Linked DNA regions of Gasterosteus aculeatus: region 2 is linked to region 1. Evidence: chromatin contacts called from public Hi-C data. All regions are on one chromosome and are shown on one strand. Each heading gives the region's core, a stretch centred on a gene start, on an enhancer-like site or on the middle of the called end of the contact. The rest is flanking DNA. Distances are from core to core; before and after follow the strand shown.

Region 1 (4,074 bases), core at 806-3,305:
ATAACACCGCTCAATTCTCCCTCCACCAGCATCACTCTGCGGGGTGGAAATACAGTGCGGGACCGGGGCTGCGACAATGGGGGGGGGGGGGCCCGGCCCTCCCATTAATCCCCTCTGACATGTCTCCCGAGGGCAGGGATTTGCTACAAGTCAATGCAGGAGACCTACGGTATGCAAAACAAGCCCGTCTGACTCGCTCTCTCTCTCTCGTGATTCTCAAAGCCACTGCACTGCCTGTGAGACAGGAAGGCAGATCAGAGAGAGAGGGTGTGTGTGTGTGTGTGTGTGGGGGGGGGGGGGGGGGGGGGGGGGTAACTGTGCACACAGTCTGCTTATTTAACCCTTTCTTCGCCCTCGTGTTCAGGGTGCGTGTCACTTCCCTCTTCTGGTTTCACTCCTCGCCCAGATTGCAGAGATAACGCTGATGACAGACGACAGGATGAGAACTGAGATATTCTCTTCTTCTCCCGCTCAGCCATGCTGCTGCTATCCGCCCTCTTTGTCTCCCTTCGAGACCAATTCCGCTCCGAGAGAAAGGCTGGTGGGCCAGACGGGAAGAAAAAAACGATATGTGTATATATATATATATATATATATATATATATATATATATATATATATATATATATATATAGCCAACGTTAACAGGTATTTACAGGTCAGGTGACGCACTGACTGTTCTCGGGCAGAGTAGTGCTGTTGAATTTGCGTCTTATCGGGGATCTACTGATGAGGAGATAGGTGGAGGCTGGGTGGGGAGGACATTAGAGAGTCTAATGGGGAGGAGGGCGGGAAGGAGGGGGGGGGTCGTCTTTCCACACACTCACCGGGAATGTAAACAACAGAGCTGAATAGGCAGCCTGGCTTTTACACATGGAGGAAGGGCACCGGAGTTACTGCGGGGAGGGCGGCTGAGAAACAGAAAAGAAAGACATTGCCCCACAGAGGAAGAGAAATCCGCCAGCGATTGACGCCTGCTTGGGATTCACGTGATCGGCTCCACCGTTAACCCCCTCTTCCCCCCCTTTTTTTTCCACCAGTCCTTTGAGATGGAAAAATGGGTCATTTGTGTGGAAGTTAATACTCTGAGCACGTACAGTGCTGCTTTATTTTAAGGACGTGCCTTGGAAATGTTTCTTCTTCATTCCCTGGCTGGTGACACACTCGCACACACACACACGGAAAGGTAATTAATACTCTGCTGCACAAGCGGCAGTGCAGAACAGAATGCAGTGTTTATTATAGCTGCTGGCCCAGGACCGACACGTCTCGTGTTTCTTCTCCCCCGGCCTGCCCTCCTCTACCATGACAGTACAGTAGGCCGCAGCCATGACGTCAGCAGCATCGACCGGGCCTGGAGGGAAAACAGGTTCCAAGAAAAACACGGAAGCATCCGAGGACATATTGGGGAGGGGGCAAGCAGTCAGTGGTCGGCCCGCTACGGACAGCAAATACCTGCTGTTACTGCGCGTTCCACAAGCAGAGCTCCGTTGAGATGCCATGGCAACCGCATGCTACGCTAGTTATTTCTGGCCGACCTTAAAACTCCCAAAACACAGCTGCTCCTACATGACCAGACATCTCCATCGGACAGATACACCAAATCTCTGTGCGTAAGGCTCTCGGTATTCGGAGCAGTAATCAAGCTCTGACATTCAAGCCCACAGAATGGAAGAACGCCGCGAAAGGTAATTACTGCTGTGGATCATTTGTTGACAGGATTTCCAGTAATGAGTTGTGGAGCTCGTGTGATTAGAAAATTCCCAATACAGCGTTTGACATACGATCGGAATCCATGCAAAGACAAATTAGAATGGCAGTCAGAGCGCTTTGGTTCGCTCCCCTGTGCCGTATCCTGGGATTTTAATGTTGCCTGCAATAACAGGTTATTTCCTGCAATGATTGAACAGGCCCCGTCTGTCATCGTGAGCACATTAGGAAAAAGGATTACAAAACTGTTCAAAAAAATAAATAATCACCCCTCCCGAGCACATGGTCTCTGTGCTGCAGGCAGCCATTGTTATTGCTGTCAACTGGAAGCGTTTTTGCTCTCGGCTCTCTCTCCATTCAACGGTAAACCATGAGGGGTCTGCAGACACACAGGCTGGAGCAACACTTCCCCCTACTGCACAAAAAGGAGTTTCTTTATTTTAGATATTTTTCATCCCCCGTCGGCCTCGTCGGATGTGAAGAGCTGACTCATAATCCATTAGAGCAGACTCAAATAGAGCAGGGCTGCAGTAAATAATGGCATCAAATTAAAACACCTCATTGACTGCATTTAAAAAAAAGTTCCACTTAAGATTGTGGAAGACTTTGCTTTAGACTTTTTTGTGCTGTGTCATGCTGAATTACGCAATATCAAGGCTTTATGTCAGACAGGCTTGATGTCTCTTACAGTCTGCAGGGGACGGAGGTCGTGTCCAGCAGCAGTGTTTGTTTGCAGGAGGAGGCGTGCTTCTGCTTCTGCTTCTGCTTCTGCGTCGTTGCGTCGACGCACTCGTTTCAATTCATGGCTCTAAAAGTCTTGCGTGTGTTGCAGAGCAATTCGACTCCAGAACAACAGGCGGAGTAACGTGTTTTGTTGAAGACGACCTAGAGAGTCACGTCTTTGTGTGTGGAAGTTGTTGGTTTGTTTATTTATTTATCATAGACTTTATTGCCTCGTGCGTCGCCGCTGCTGCTTTTCATCGCGGACACATTTGTCCCGTATTTTCCTCCACAACTTTGTTCACCTCTCGACCGGCAAACCGACATTTGCGGAGATCTCCCTCCGTGAATCAGAGGCCTCATAGTCCGCCAATGACTGCTTGTAGAAGCGGTCATATTTACGCATCTCTTCCGACTAAAGCTCTTCAATCTGATCCGTTCTCTCGTAAACATTCTTCGCTTTAATAATGGCGGTATCGGGCTATGAAAAGGGAAATGTGAGACTCCGTAAAGGATGTAGTTAGCAGACCTATCGCAGCCCGGCTTGCGTAGCTTTTGACGCTAGACGTCTAGAAAATGGGTCGACGCACGCAAGGAGGTGTGAAAAGGCACGCAAGGGACACGCAAGGGGCTCTTGCGTCTGCGTGTCCTTGCGTCTCTCTGAAAACTCAGAAGCATTAAATACCCTAACGAATTATTTTAACCAATTGCTTTGTTGAAAAGTGTGATTAGTCTGAGGTTGTATGTAGCCGGGTGAAGTGGGGGCAGGGGGGTTTTCGTGCTGCTAGATGGTCCGCACACAGGGTGAGCGCGTACTGTCACTTTACATCGCCATGAGTTCACGTGGGATTTGGAGCTGCAGAACGGGACCTGGCGGCTACCGAGGACGACACAGTGTTAGCGGTTAGCATCGGAACAGCGCTGGGGAAACACCTGTTCAGCGGGTCAGCGTAAGTGTTCTCGCATTAATAAACCTGACTCGCCATGTACATCGTGATTTGAACTGTTAACGGAGTGTATGTTCTCGGGTTTTGCGGCTCTGCTTCGTTTAGAGCAGAGTGACGAGCTGCCGGGGGTCGAGGTCGCATGTGCACGGAGCCGCGAGCGCAGGCGCTCCAGTGACTTTATTGTTTCCGGGGCTTTTGGAGGAACGACAGTGATGTGAGTGTTGAACAGCACGAGACCGATGTGCATGTTCTTTGTCTCTGTTTAACAGGAGGGCGTCACTACTGTTTTTTTTATGTAGCCTAACTGTTAACTTTATGTAATTGTGAGCTCTATTCCATGTCATACTGTTACTAGTTAGTAAAGAAAAACAATTGTTTATTTGTTGTACACTGTCCCAAGTGTCTCCTTAATTTGACACATTAAGGCTGTGTTCCAGGAGTGCAGTCGGGGGAAATAAAGATTCCACATTAAAGAGAAATGCATTTATCTTCGTGTCCTGTCATCATTTTAATCAGGCTACATGTACACTTTCACTAAACATATTATGTGTTCATTGCTGGATTACATGTTGCTCTCATAGGCAATTATTTGGAGCATGGTAAAAGTATTTCCACGTGAGTCTTTAAATGCATGCGTGGGGTGGGCTACTAAAGACTGAAAAGACCCCGAAACGAGCGCTCCCGAGGACACCTTCAC
Region 2 (4,069 bases), core at 767-3,266, 75 kb before region 1:
CTGTGTTATTGGCCTCCTTCTCCTCTCACGTCCTTCTTTACAAATGATCTCTCAGCACTAATGAGCACATGTCTAAAAATACCCTTCGTGTCCAGAGATCCGAATGTGTTATGGTGCATATATGGCTTTCACAGATGTTAATGGTTATGGAACATCAGAGTGCTGTAATGAATGGGGGGGGGGGCACGACTACTCCGGCTCCATTTACAACGGATATTTTAATATTCAACGTGCATCCGCAGCCGCCCACTGAAATTCCGCAGCCATGGATTCAGTTCAGGCGTCCCCCTGCATCCCTCCTGGCTACGTCTTAAACATATCGGCGGTGTTCTCTGTTGCCATGGTGACGCTGCATGACCTTTCCTGCGAGGTCGAGTTCATGCCAGGGTGTTGCTCGAAAGATTTCATTGCAGCTCTCTACCCATTGGTGGTCTTCGCAAGTGGAAATGTTCCCCAGTTTGACGGATGAGAGAAATGTTCCAACTGGACTTGTCAGAGAGTGAAAGAAAACGTAAGGTGATGGATGGAGCCGTCACCACCCTTGTCTAATTAACTGACAGGGTCCCCTCATTGTCCGCATGGCGTTCCGATGGCTCAATTCACGGAGAAATGTTTGGGCACGGCCACATTTGCTTTTGCCGTCCTTCTCAAAAGGAGAAAAAAAATCAATGATGCTTGAATAAAGCTCATCTCCTCTTGTGGCAAATAGCCAAAAGTGACAAATTACAAAAATAGTTCAACATTTATTTTCCTTGTCCTCCTCCGTTTAGATTAGGTTTAGATTAGTAAAATGAGTAGTACGGCTTGTGTTTATACTTGTGCTTATGCAACCGTAGTGTAGTTTTATAGCCAAGCAACATCTTTTTACTTTTGATTATTGCAACTAGTTTTAATTTCCTGCAGAAAAAAATGTGCATGAACTTATGTTTTGGTTAGAATATTTCAAAGTAAAATGGACATCACACTGCTTCCAAGAAAGCAGTGTGATGCTAACATCCGGGTTGACTGCCAAAGGAATAACAGATTGTCCTTTATGGCAAGAATGAGAAGGAAAATGACCAAGATTGGAATCATCCACAACACATCTGCTTTGGACAAACTAGTCATGCTTTTATGTTTATGAGGCTCACTCGACAGACAGACATGAATAATACCACATCCCAATTGTGGACATTACACAGAGATACATGATCACTGCACGGCCACGTGAGGATAACATTCGGGTGATTTCATTGGGCCCATGAGTTCATTATGACCAGATCACAAGTGCCGACCCAGCAAAATGTTTGCAGCATGAGAGTCAGCTGTAAACGGGACCCCACACCCTTTCCACCCTCCGTGAGAGACCAGGGGGAGACATGGAGAGCAGACAAACTCCCCCCGTGCTTGCCCAAGGGTCTGCATCTAATTCAGACAAGATGTTCAACAGCTTCTTCTTCCTCCTTTGTGGCGCTGATCTAGATGAAAAGGTTAGTTGTTAGTTGCAAGAGCAGGATTCTCTGGACGGGTTTCATTAGATATTACAATCTGTGCTTCCTGCAAGGCCAGAGGGGTCAAAGATTTCTTCTTGGCCTGATTTCTTGGCCAAGAAGATCATTGACCCGCACTGAGTCCATCTAGTTCACATGGAGGTCTATTTTGGGAATGGTCTTTGTAGCATGCAATGCAGCACAGCTGGTACTGCCAGAAATGAAACAAAGGACAGTTTTGTTTATCCTGCTAGAAAGTAACTTAAACTCCAGCGCTGTAGCCAGATAGAGTCGATAATTCATTTCTCTCAGCTTAGGAGGTTCAGGTTTGCACACTGCAACATGTGATATTCTCATGAGTTTCCAGTTGCCGGCTATCAGTGGGTCTGTTGTCTTTGTACAGTCTCGCCAAGCGTAAAAATGGCAGCGTAACCTCCCCTCCTGTCCTCATGGTCTGCCCGGTGTCCTTCACAGACAGTAATCCGATACACTGGACTGACCGGCGAGCAGGCGACCCGGGGCAGTCCAGCTGCACAGGAGTGTGGTTCCAACGCCTGAATGATGATGTCACCACTCCCATGTGACAGGGCTCAGTTTCACTGTCAGATCAATTATTCACAGCGTTTAATTGGATCAGCTGAATCCCGATCGCTCCGGGGATCCATTTCCAGTAACAGCAGCCGCAAATATGCCCTGAGCCAGCACAAGAGACATAAGGCTCCAGATCAATATCCGCAGACCACAGCACACCTCGCTGACTTTATGAAAACTATCCAAATGACACGCAGGTTTGCTTCATGAAAAATCCATATGTTAAAGTATACATTTCCTTTTTTAGAACAACCTGGGCTGCTCCACACTGCACCGCAGGAAGGAGCGGGAGTGGAGGCGAAGGCCTCGGGAGATGGAGCGCTGGGTTGAAGGCGGGCCTGTGATGATGCCGCGTGCATTCATCACACAGTCGTGTACAGTGGCGTTTGGGGCCTCCTAGTCATGAGATATCCCCCTGGCTTCTGCTCAGCTCCCACCTACGTCTCATTATAGGACTCACAGTCAACGGCGGCCTTTGTGCGAGAACGGGGGGGGGACCAAGACTGTCCCACTGCCCCCATTAGTCCTGCGTTTCAGGATACAAAGCCTAGTGTAGAGAGCCTTGCATTCACAAGGTGGGGATGGAAACACATGGGCTGTACCTCCATGGAAAAGGAGAAAGAACACCCCATTCATCTTCGGACCGAGGATGGTAGTTACGTTTGAAGGTCACTCCAAAGTTGCTTTTCCAAATTCTCATCTCCGTTATTACATGAAACCCTCAGTGTTCACCCACTCTGTAAATTATTTATTAAACATCCTGAGTCTGTAGCATAACTCAATCTTATCAATAAGTATACTTCAATGGAGGCCAACCGAAAAGTCATGTTAGTCATTGGATGCATGTGAGTTGCTAAATGAAAAGATTGATAAAGCCGGAGCTTCCCGTTATGATATAAAATCACCCTAAAGGCTTCAATCTCTTTCATTCCCTCCCTGCCTGACGTCTGGTGGGGGCAGAAATCACAAAGTCCGGAGTGTATTTTGGTGTGTTTTCAGACAGGTTCCTGGCTGAACAAAACAAAAGGTAACAAAAACGGTTCTGGCTGTGGCTCCATTCATGTCAGTTCCTTTAACTGGGAAACATTGCCTTCTTTGACTCTAATAGACTCTCCATCAGCTTGCACCTCACTGCTCGGCCTCAGGCGTCCACAGAAAAAAACCTCACAAACCACATTGCACTCGTTGCCCTTTAAAACATTAGCAGCATATGTTAGAAAGATCTTGTCGTCACCCTTTCTTCTTTACACGTATTTAGAACTACGACTCTAGGAATGCCAGGGGTTCATTCAAAACAATTGGCATCGTTCCAAAAGGGAGCGAAGCGCGATTCAAATCATTGGTATTTCTGCAAAGATCAGAGAGAGCACAGAGTGCTGATCAATGTTTTCCAACTCTATTAATCACATGTGCTGCAAGGGAAAGAGATACCTCAGTGTGTCCAACCAGCAGCTCCACTGTGCAAAACGACCTTGTGACTGATGACCTCTGTGTTTCTCTTCAACCATCAGTGGACACTCAGCTAATCGGCTTTGTTCCCCACTCGACTGCAGCTCTAATAAGCCTATTGATCTGGATACGCATTGATCCAGTATTCAGGCTGGAGCCAGGCTGGGTTAGCAGGTTGTGTGAGTAAACAGTGGGAGGGCTTATTCTATCATTTAACAGCCAGACCTTCCCTTTTCTGCTGTCTAGGTTATTTTTAGGGAACAAAGGACAGTCTTCTGTGAAGATTAGCCTAACTTTAGCCTAAGCCTCGGTTTGTAACAAGAAAACATGGGCTCAATGGTTGTATCAATGCCATGCATCACATTCAAGGGCTTTATTTATTAGGCCTTGTATCCGTGTGATTGAACATTGAGGACATCCAAGTGACAAACTGGGTCTGGCTCTCACGTTGTGGAAGATGCTGAGGATAGAAGGCAGCAGACAGTGTACATATTTAATAGGACAGGGGCCTTATCCCGGGTCAGCCGGCTGTGCAAAAATAAAGCACAGTGGTAAAAGCT

Evidence for each region. Hi-C and Micro-C count contacts between places; a contact is called where the count stands out from the background.
Region 2: a contact with region 1 is called in a Hi-C map of skeletal muscle, with 12 times the contacts expected there. The contact joins two enhancer-like sites. A contact is called at or near these places in 6 of 6 Hi-C or Micro-C datasets (blood and trunk muscle, liver, skeletal muscle and 2 more).

Annotation. Positions count from the first base shown.
Region 1 is chr6:7,560,757-7,564,830 of fGasAcu3.hap1.1, reverse strand. No RefSeq gene overlaps it. Among protein-coding and RNA genes, the nearest start is that of LOC120821148, 7.9 kb to the right of the region's middle. Within about 2 kb of position 2,055, at least 9 of the 9 cell types and tissues checked have open chromatin away from gene starts, as enhancers often do.
Region 2 is chr6:7,635,823-7,639,891 of fGasAcu3.hap1.1, reverse strand. No RefSeq gene overlaps it. Among protein-coding and RNA genes, the nearest start is that of pkr1, 16 kb to the left of the region's middle. Within about 2 kb of position 2,016, at least 1 of the 9 cell types and tissues checked has open chromatin away from gene starts, as enhancers often do.